Linked DNA regions of Cricetulus griseus: region 1 is linked to region 2. Evidence: chromatin contacts called from public Hi-C data. All regions are on one chromosome and are shown on one strand. Each heading gives the region's core, a stretch centred on a gene start, on an enhancer-like site or on the middle of the called end of the contact. The rest is flanking DNA. Distances are from core to core; before and after follow the strand shown.

Region 1 (5,522 bases), core at 728-3,227, 240 kb after region 2:
AACACTATAGTGACCCCATAGTGACTTTCTAGCAAGACTAAATTGGTCTGAGCTGAAGCATGAGACAGTCCACAAAGCCTTGAGGCTATGCTGAACCCACCTAGCACAGAGGCCCAGTGGCCTACCTGTCCCCAGGCTGTTAGAAGGGCTGACATCCAGCTAGTACCAGCTGTAAACACAACACCCTTCTGTACCCAGTGGAAAAAGCAAATCTTCTGAGAGGCCTTTCCTGCTGTCAAACCACAGGGTTAAAGTAGTGTAACCAGCACCCTTCATCATTGCCCCAGCCCTAAGCCAGCTGGGATGGTTTTTAAACTCGACTTCCTTGCTTGTTCTGACACCCTTCCTATATACCCCCAGCCCTCTACAGTGAGAGCTGGACACTGTCAGTTCCCCAGACAGCCACAGAGCTACCCCAGTGTTTCACACATGGGATGGGGGGCTGCTTCCTGGGAGAGGGATGTCTTAGTTAGAGTTCTATTGCTGTGAAGAGACACCATAACCATGGCAACTCTTTTAAAGGAAAACATTTAACTGAGGTGGCAGCTTACAGTTTCAGAGGTTCAGTCCATTATCATCATGGTGGGGCATGGCTGTGTGCAGGCAGGCATGGTGCTGGAGTTAAGAAACCTACATCTCAATTGGCAGGCAACACAAAAGTGAACTGAGATACTGGGCATGGCTTGAGCATATATGAGACCTCAAAGCTCACCTCCACAGTGACATACTTCCTCCAACAAGGCCACACCTCCTGATAGTGCCACTCCCTTTAAGGGCCATTTTCTTTCAAACCACAACAAAGAAACCTCTAACTGGGTCTTGAAGACACTGTGGAAATGGGGTGAACAGGGACAGATAAGTCAGCAGGGAGGCAGAGCCGGCACAAGCCATGAAGATGCTACAAGAAGTGGGGTGCTGGGGTGCAGAGAATCTTAGTGGAAAGTCTGAACACGAGGCTGGAGAGTGAGGGCTCTCATGGTCCCCTAACAGGAGACCCTAGGGGGTACACACCTTGACTACCCAATGCAGTAAAGAAGACACGATTCCCAGGCTAGCAGCATTCTAGTCTCTAGCATGAGAGAAGAATACACAAAACCCCATGGTCTTCCTACCTAAAATGCTTCACTGATTATTCCCCAAACTCCAGCCCATGAGGAGACTTTGGACATCAAGAGTTATCTGAAACCCTCAGATTTGTTGTCTTCAAAGAACAGCCCTGGCTGTAGACAGGAAATCCATGGTTCCACCGGGTTGGTCCTGCCCAGGCAGGCTGGCACCCCAGGACCATTCCATCAAAATAACGTCTTTCCCACTGGGCACATCCCTACATCTCCTGGTCTCATTCAGTAAGGATAGATGTTACGTGCCCCCAGACACACTGGCTACCGCCAAGCCATCATTTATTGCTAACTGTGCTTCTAATTTCCATACACGCAATTTCCATTCTCTGCTCAATTATTTTTCATCCTGAGGGCTTTCAACTAAGACAGCGCAGTCTCTAATGCTGTGAAAAATTAAATGGCTGAAATACTATCTTACACTCATTGCCTTTGCAGCTGCACACACTCCCTCCTGTGAATCGCCCCACTCCTCACCCCAACCCTGCATGGTGAGCTCCAACAGACTAAGGGACTTGCCTGCTGCCTCCATGGAACAGTTCTAGGGTAGATGACTCCTAAGCAAGTGCTCACTGTATCTCATCTTTCTGAAACTGAAGAACACAAGGAGAGAGTGGGCCTCAGGCTGAACTGGGCTCAGTGTATTTTCTGAGTTGCCTGAGATGCCCTCTCTGCTCTGGGCCTGTCTCTGCTCTCTTCTCCCAATTCAGACACACCCTCCTGCAGGGAGGAGAGAGGCTCACAAGAGTCAGGAAGCCAAGTGAACGTTAAAAGACATACAGCACTTAAGACTTGGCAGCTCAGAAAGTTACATGACTCACAAGGTCTCGTCCCTCCCGGGGTTTTTACAGCAGTAAACAACCACTAAGGGGGGTGGAAAGTGTGATGGAGCTGCCTGCCTGCTGTACATACAGGAGGCTTTCCCAGTCATCACCTACCGCAGGGGTCGACTTTTCAGTGAGGCAGCTGCCCCAATAAAATCACTGGCCCAGCAAGCGCCATGTGGGTGGAGTCGGTTTTTTTGTGTTCTGTCATCAGTGCCCTATCTGGCTTGAACAGATGTTTGTTTGTATCTTCCTAAAGGAAGACCGGGAAATACTCTGAACAGTTCACACTCACCAAAGCATAGTTCACCCCTCCTTCACACAGTGCTCTGTTGTACAGAACACGGCAGCATGCATGAAAACGACTCTTACAAAAAGTGCAATTTACCTGCCAGCCACTAGAGTGCAGTCGATTTCTGGTCGCTTTGTTTTGGGAATGGCATACAGTGGGTACCTGTCCCCGTGGCGAATGAACACATGAACCGAGACCAGCTTATAATGATGTGGGGCGTGACCTGTGAGAGAGACACAACTTCCAGTCACCACACAACAGTGTTATAGCGAGGGGGGGGCACAAGCCAAGGCTGGGGGACCGAGAAGCTGGTAGCCAGGGCAACCCAGAAATAGCAGGGCTGCTACTGAGGGATCTGAACTGGAGGAAAGGGCACTGTGCTGGGTGGGAGGGTGATGCTAGCTAAAGAACCCCTAAAGGTGGAACAGAGGGTCATGAGAGGGCTTGAAATGTCCCAGGACTCCCAAAGTAACTGGTGAGATATGCACATGACGACCAATGTCTCATAAACAGAGACTGGGGGAGGCTCACAGAATCCTAGGAATAGGCTTCTGCTTTAAACCCTTCAGGAAACACAGCAGGACACACCACCTTTTGATACACTTGAGGAAAGTGAAACGGTGGCGACACTGTTTCACACTCCTTTATAGCAAGACTAGAGTGGACATGTTAATTCTATTGCAGATTTACACTGAGACGCTGAGCAGCCAAGGGTACTACAGGCCAGCTTCAACCCCGTCTGCCTATTCCACAGCTCACCAGAGACCAGTCACCCCCACTACTCAGTAGAGTGGATAAAACCCAGGAGCCCATCCTGGGGCACAGGGAGTGGCTACTGCAGGAGTTGAGCCCAAGCTTCCAGCTTCTTACAACGGCATGATGCTGCTTGGAGAACTTAGTCCCCAGGATGTCTACTTGGGTACTGAGTCCCAGGCTACCACAACGGGCCATACACTGGGTCTACCTTCCATGCTGTGCTCGGCTACACTCGGAATGTTGCAGTACAGAAGAGCTTCATAAACCGGGTCTACCGTCGGGGGCTCTGTCACTGGGTCGGGCATGATCCTCTTCCGACTCTTGCTGCTTCCTCCATTTTTTGTTGTGGACACTGGGATCAGGTGGACTGCAAGGAAAGCAGAATGGACACGGAGGACGCCAGATCAGCCGCTGTGGCCCCAGGAGGGCTGAATGTCACTGTAAGCATTCGCTCCTTCAGTTACGGTGGACCTTAGTGGAACGAGAAGCCAGCCTCCCGATCCACAAGTGTACCTGGGACTTCCTGAGTAACAGGCCTCCCTTGGTGCAGGCGAGAAGAACTTATTATTCCCCATTCTCAAGTTCCCGGAACTAAAGGTGCACGAGGAGGACACAGCCCCTCTTCCCAATAAGCTTTTAGCTCCTGTAACTGTGTCAAGGGGAAAGATCATTGTCCACTGGTGCCTGTTAAGTGCTAAATGGTGTGTGTGTCACACCTCAATTAATATCATCCGACCACACTCTGTGGTCCCTAGAGCCCCATCTCTGCAATCTGCTCACCAGCCCTCAGGAGATTACTTCACACAAGAGAGCCTGAGACTGAGGTACACATGTGCAGCGAATGGACTGGGTCTCATTTGTCTGCCTGGGCTGGCTCCCCCCACCAGGTGAGGGTCATGCAATGTGCAATGGTTTGGCTATCTGGCATCCATCTTTCTATTGGTGAGTGCTAGGACCCATGGGAGACTGGCTGAGCTGATAGCGCTCCCGCCCGTTGGCAGGTGGACATATGGCCAGAACCAGGGACGGTAGTGACAGGGCAACCATAATCCTTTTTCTGGGCCAGGAGAGGCTCTCCCTGTTCTCTACCCAGCCATCTGTCTGTTTTTCCACAGTCTATCTCAGTAGTTCCCAGTCCTTCCATGATGATAGGGCAATTTTTTTTTCCAGTTTCACAGTTTCTAGAGACCCCTGCACAGTAGCAGTCGTATTTCCAACATCTGTTAGTGGAGGACATACTTGTAAATAAGTGAGCTTGCAAATCTAGTTAATTTCTAAGAGATTTACCACATATTTACTTATATTTATACATACACATATACCCAAACAATAGCTGAAACAGAGGCTAAACACTAGTCTACATTGGCTTAAATTCTCTAAATTCTTCTACATAAATACCTAAATACATAAAATTTCCCCTTGCCAAACATATGTGATAAACAAAAATGAAAGAGAGTGAATACACTAAGAGAAAAACATTTGCAACATACGTAACAGACAAGTGACTGATATCTCAAGCATAGAAGAGCACCACAACTGAAGATTCGGTGACAGATACGTGAGTGCAAATGTCAACAGCCAACAAAACATGAATGGATGCTCAAGTTAATAGCTATGGAAATACAAAAGAAAACCACTGGTGAGATGTATTTCCCCAGGTTAGAAAATCATACTTTAACAGTAACACCAATATTGACAAGGCGTGACACTTATACACACTGGAGGTGTGGGTGGAAAATGAAATCTTCCAGAAGGAATGTTTTTTACCTCATGCTATTCCTTGAAATCTGTTCTAAAAACATCAGTTCCCACACTCAAAGGTGGCCAAAGAGATTCACTGCAGTGGCGCTGGCAACAAAACCAGAGAACAATCTAAAAATCCATCATTGAATGAAGAGAATGTTATATTCAGAGTGCAGATTATTCTATCTGAACTTAAAGAACACAAAAAGAATCAAAGATAAATCAAGCGAAGTTGATGAGCCAAGTCACCAGGCAATAAATACAACCCATTTTGTGTAAAGGAAGGAAGAAGGGACAGAGGAAGGGAGGGAGGGATGGAAGAAAGCAGGGAGGGAGGGAGGGAGGAGGGAGGGAGGGAGAGAGGGAGGGAGGGAGGGAGGGAGGGAGGGACTATAAATGAACATGTGTATTAGTCACTAGTCTGCTTGCTATGGAAACATGCCTGACAGAGTAGCTTCAAGAAGGGATTATTTTGGCTCACAGTTTGGAGGGATCGGTCCATCATGGAAGACACGATGGGGAGAGAGGTCAGGAGAGAGAGGTCACATTCCGAATCACATGTCAGGAAGCAGACAGCACTATATTAGTGCTCACCTAACTTTCTCCTTTTTCTTTGGTTCAGGATCCCAGCTCCACAAAAAGTTACCACCCACACTTAGGGTGTCTCTTCCCACCTCAACTAACCTACTCTGGATAATCCCTCACAAACATCCCCTAAAATGTTTCCATGGTGACTCTACATTCCATCAAACAGATAGCCAAGATTAATCCTTACAACTCTACCCCTTG
Region 2 (5,550 bases), core at 368-2,867:
AATAATAACAACAGCATACCAGTATTTAGGCTCCCATGGTATCAGATACTTTTATACACACACACACACACACACACACACACACACACACACACACACACACACACACACACTTTTTAAAACTTTGTGAAATAAGAACAAACATGTAAGAATAAATCCCATGCTTTCGTTCTCTGACTCTAATAGCTTTAAGTTGCAGACAAACTCCAGACTAGTCCGTCTCTTAAAGAAATGACATGAAGTTTTCTAATATAGATATTGCAAAGTGCTATTGGTTTTTCATAAGTTATAGACTTATGAAATGTTATATAGACTTAAATGTTACGGGGAAATTCACCATACTCTGGGACTTCAGTAGTTCTTCTAGAATTTGGAATTCTTTTTATAAAGCACTGATATCATCAATAGAAAAGGCAATTTTCAGTGCTGAGCTGCCTTCCAGGTAACAGTATGGAAACCGCTTTGTTATTTTGAACTGACGTTTATGAAAAATTGATTGTTATTTGTATGAAACTGAGGTTATCTGAAAGTAGGAGAGTTAATGAGTAAATAATTTGGGGTTTTTGTTTTAGACCCTGGATAGACTATAACTTGTCATGTACATCCAAGGGTGACCTTGGATTCAGAGATCCACCTGCCTCTGTCTCCCAAGTGCTATGATTAAAGACATACACCCTGCATGCCTAGCCCATTATATATATTTTAAATACACTTTACAAGTGTATAAGACTGAGGTTTTTCCATAGTGTAGTAAATGCATAACAGATCTGAAATAATATTCAGCATCTTTCTGTGAAAACAGAACTTGGTTATTAATCACATATACACTACAACTTAGTAAAAATTCTTCCTTTAAATATCATTTTATGTCACAGTTACTTAGCATCTGATCTAAGAACTCCATATTTCCAACTCCTAAATCCAACTTTTTAAAATTTTTAAGAATTTTTTTTCTTAAATCCAACTTGAAACTTGAAAACCCAGTAACAATTCAATAAATATTACCTAGAAGGGCCAACTAGGGAAACGGTTGCATAAGGATCACAGTTTTGTCCATTTATGAGAGGCAATCCATGGCATGCCTTGATGCTAAGGTAGAATAAGAGAGATTTGAAACCATTAGAGTCAAGTTAACATCATAGTATTATCTCTCCCTCCCTACCCCCTTTGCCTTTTTATGGACTGGGGACAGAACCCTGGGTTCACATATACAGGGCAAAGGCTCTGCCTCTGAGCTGCACTTCCAACTCTGAAACACTGTCATTAAATCGAAATCAACAATTCAAAGGCTTTAAAATTATTCACCACTTTTGCAGTTCCAATACACCAACTACTCCAACTGATGTATTTGCTTATTTACATGATTATTCTCCAAAGAGAATTAAAGAGGAATGACACAATTGGTACTCAGACTACCATAACACATTTCTTCCTGGTAAATACTCAAGGTACATTTTGTGGTTTGATAATACATCAAAACTGCTGTGGCTTCTAAAAAGGAAAAGAAACTACACACTTACATGAGAAACTACAAACCAGGCCAATACCATGGCACCATATCCTCTGCTAAAGCATGAATGACACACAAGGAAATGGTTGTGGTTTTACTTAAAATCTGATTCATAAATATAGGGCAAGCTTCACATAATTCTGTAGTCTTTCAGAATGATTCTCAGCAACAGTTCTTGCATCATTCTGTAGAAAATGTTCTAGACTATAAAAACCAAGGCCGACCAATCTACTTTATGGACTATAGTTGTATTTACAGAAAGCACACAATTTAATGATCTGATTCTCAAAGATTCTCAGTAATTATTACTAAGTTAGTTGGTTTAATGTCTAAGTCTTCATTTCCTGCTGCCTAACAGGAGCTCACAAATGCTGTTAAGTTTTTTTTTTTTTCTTTTCTTTTCTTTTTTTTCTTTCTAGAGACCAGGGCTACTGAGCAACATCTTCCATTTCTCTGCAAAACACTCATCACATATATGGGTGAACTGCAAATGGAGTACTGCCAAGTAAAGAGAAAATTGAAAATAAGATTCATTTCTACTAAACTGGGCATCAAAAGTCAAATTTTAAAAATTCTAAAACTAGGCCTGGAGAGATGGCTCAGAGATTAAGAGAGCTGGTTGCTCTTCCAGAGGACCAAGGTCCAATTCCCAGCACCTACATGGCAGCTCACAACTGTCTGTAACTCCAGTTCCAGAGGATCTGACACCTTCACACCAATGCACATAAAATAAACTTAAATATTTATTTAAAAAATTCTGAAACTAACCAAAAAAGCACAGGCCAAGGAAATATTTTAGGATTTACATTTTCCCACCAATAGAGGCATCATTAATTAAATGTCAGTTTTTTTCTGTGGCTGGTGGGCCCCCTCTTACTAGCTCTGTGATAGACGCTGGTATCATATGTCTGACAAAGCTTAAAAGCAAATTATAATCAGAACAAACTGTTTCCAAGGAACTTAACTGATACCTACAGAACAACTCAAGTACTTTCCTGGAATACAAAGTATTTAGAGACTTCGTGTCCAATGTAAATAATCAATAAACATGACCTATTGTGAAAAGAAAAAAAAGAAAACCAACCAAAACAGAAGCAGAAATGGTAGAAAATATAATCATAGACAAGGGCATTTAAAAATTTTACTTCATAGCATAGAAAAATAGAAAAAAGCTTAAGAAAAATTGGAGGGCTAGAGATAGAAAAATGTAAGTTCTGACATAAAAACACAGGTAAACTCAAATGTTTGCTAAGACTGTGGAGAGAAGCTGAGCAAACATGAGAATAAAATAATTCAGCTTTAGATGTGTAAAGTTGCAATGTCACATGACAGTACAGGGGATATGAGACTAAGACTCAAAACAGGTTGAATGTACAAGGTACAGACAATTAAAAATTGTTTTAATATAATCTCAGACTTTGAAATAGTTATAAAGATAACATACAGAGCTTCTGTGAACCCAGTACTCAGTGTTAACCAATGTGAAACTATTGTAATCAACAAACTAACATTAACTTAATGCTACTAAAGCTAATTAATCTACAGATGTCACTCAAATTTTGCTAAGATCCAGGATGCAGTATGAGATCCTACACTATGTTTGGGTCCATGTCCTCTTAGTCTCTGTCACCCTGGGATACTTGCTTTCATATTATTTATTCTGAGTTTGTCTGGTATTTGCTTATGACCAGATTGGGATTAGACACCTTGGTATCCTTTTCAATACATAGTATCAAAAACTGTGCTGTGCTATAAACCATTAGAAATTATTCCTCCTATCCTGCAGCTCTGTACCAATTAACAATTATCCTTCCACCAATCCTTCCCCTATATTTTACTGAGGCTCTAAGAATAATTATTCTATAACTACTTCCTTAATAATAGCTTTCTAAGCCGGGCATTGGTGGCGTATGCCTTTAATCCCAGCACTCAGGAGGCAGAGGCAGGTGGATCTCTGTGAGTTCGAGGCCAGCCTGGTCTCCAGAGCGAGTGCCAGGAGAGGCTCCACAGCTACACAGAGAAACCCTGTCTCGAAAAACCAAAATAATAATAATAATAATAATAATAATAATAATAATAATAATAACAATACTAACAATAAAATAATAATAGCTTTCTAAGTGTCTATATAATTGAGAGTTTGCAGTATCTTTTTGCTTGTACCCAGTTACTACTGTGGTGTTTACCAGTGCTGATTTCAATCTCCATCATTCTTCTTGAATTGATTGATTAGAATTCTACTGTAAGGAAAAGTAATCCTTTCTTCCTATGCATTTATTCAACTCTTTACTTGTATCAGTAGTGACTCATAAATATTTTATTCTGCAGGTTTTAATCCATTATTATTACTAATTTTGTGTCTCAAATAATTGGCCATCTAGAGTTCATTCAGATTAGTTTCAATGTCGTTTATTCATATCTATCTGTCCATTATTTTTAAGAGTATTTTTTACTTTTTAATTTCATAAGATATTCTAGCCTTATCACATATTTTCCTTATCCCAGCCCTGAAAGCAGCCACTGTTTTTTTTTTTTTTTTTTTAATTGGACTTGTACGAATATTGCAGCCATTAACCATATTTGGCTATTAAGTAAAATTAAACAAAATTAAAAAGCATTTAATCATATAAGCCATATTTCAAGTCTTCAATAGCCACATAGAGCTGATAGGTATTAAATTGGGAGTGAATATGGCACTCATATTAGACACATTTGTGTACAATCCTGTGCACATACTACTCCCCAAGCCCCTACATCTTTAAACAAAATGTCTTTGAGAAGTCTGCCTTCAAAGGAGAGCAGAAAAATGAGGATAAGTTAGCTAACAGTTAGGGGCAGATAAGTACAAGTGTCTCAGAGGCATGCATTTTAGGATAGGAGATATATATATATATATATATAACAAGGTCAGTGAGACTCAGGAGATGATGATGTAGGAAAAAAACATAACCAAAGGCCGAGTGTTGGTGGCGTACACCTTTAACCCCAGCACTCGGGAGGCAGAGGCCAGCCTGGTCTACAGAGCGAGTTCCAGGACAGGCTCTAAAACAATACAGAGAAACCCTGTCTTGAAAAACCAAAACCAACCAACCAACCAAACAAATAAATAAATAACATAACATAACCATAGGAAGAAAGTCCTTGATGTGGGGGGAGCAACTACAAACCCTGCAAGATATACTGGTGGAACAGTGGCACAAACGTTAAGAATAAACAACCCCTGCTTTTATTTAAGGCCCACTCCAGGAGAAGGAACCCAAACCCGACACTACTAAAGTGGCCAAAAAAACCCAAGACTAGACAGGTCATGGGCCTAGGGGAAAATCTACTACTATTATTTTACTAAAGGAACATAGCAATGACTCCTAGTAACATCATGCTATAACCATAGGTAAGTGCATCCTTTAACCTTCGTCAGGTAAGCTTCTTACTGCAGTAGATGGGGATTAGCACAGACACCCACAACTGGACAATGTGCAGCTAGTGAGAGACTTGGGAAACTCAGTTCTAAGTGGGATGTCTTCATCAAATCATTCCTTCAAGGCTCAGGGGTCTATGTAGAAAAGGAGGCAGAAAGATTCTAGGAGTCAGATGTAATGACTCCAAGAAAACGACTGCTAGAGACAACAGGGTTGATATACTTATGAACTCACAGAGACTGTGATGACATGCCTAAGACCTACAGAGATTCAAACAAGACAAAATTCCAGCATTGAGAAGTACATGCAAAGAAGCTAATTGCAACTGAAAACTGCTGGGAAGTCAGAGGCCCTTACCTATGACCTTGCCATACCTTAATGTAGAAAGATATGTCATTTAATCCACATTCAATAGAAATTAGTTGAATATATAATGACTTGCCATAACCTGAGTGGACTAGATGAAAAAAAAAAAAAAAAAACTGGATCCATCAGCTTTGTAAAGAATGATATATGAGAGTTTCATTTTGAAGTTTCTGAAATATTTAAAATAAGCAGTTGGTCTAAGAATGTAAAGTAGAGAATTATTTCTAGATAATTTTGGCAAAAAGTAAAAGTAAA

The links. A called contact is a pair of places that touch in the nucleus more often than the background predicts.
Region 1: a Hi-C map of the CHO-K1 cell line shows a contact between it and region 2, with 5 times the contacts expected there. The contact joins two enhancer-like sites. A contact is called at or near these places in 3 of 8 Hi-C or Micro-C datasets (the CHO-K1 cell line and fibroblasts).

What each region holds. Positions count from the first base shown.
Region 1 is chr4:205,417,389-205,422,910 of CriGri-PICRH-1.0, forward strand. Pxylp1 (2-phosphoxylose phosphatase 1) reads right to left here. Exons shown (of 6, transcript XM_027410903.2): 3 at 3,199-3,357; 4 at 2,331-2,457. Among named protein-coding and RNA genes, the nearest start is that of Pxylp1, 49 kb to the right of the region's middle. Within about 2 kb of position 1,978, at least 2 of the 6 cell types and tissues checked have open chromatin away from gene starts, as enhancers often do. A contact at or near this core is called in the CHO-K1 cell line and fibroblasts, where this site is marked.
Region 2 is chr4:205,181,979-205,187,528 of CriGri-PICRH-1.0, forward strand. It overlaps Rasa2 (ras GTPase-activating protein 2), which reads right to left. Exons shown (of 24, transcript XM_027410908.2): 6 at 1,006-1,089. Among named protein-coding and RNA genes, the nearest start is that of Rasa2, 42 kb to the right of the region's middle. Within about 2 kb of position 1,618, at least 2 of the 6 cell types and tissues checked have open chromatin away from gene starts, as enhancers often do. A contact at or near this core is called in the CHO-K1 cell line and fibroblasts, where this site is marked.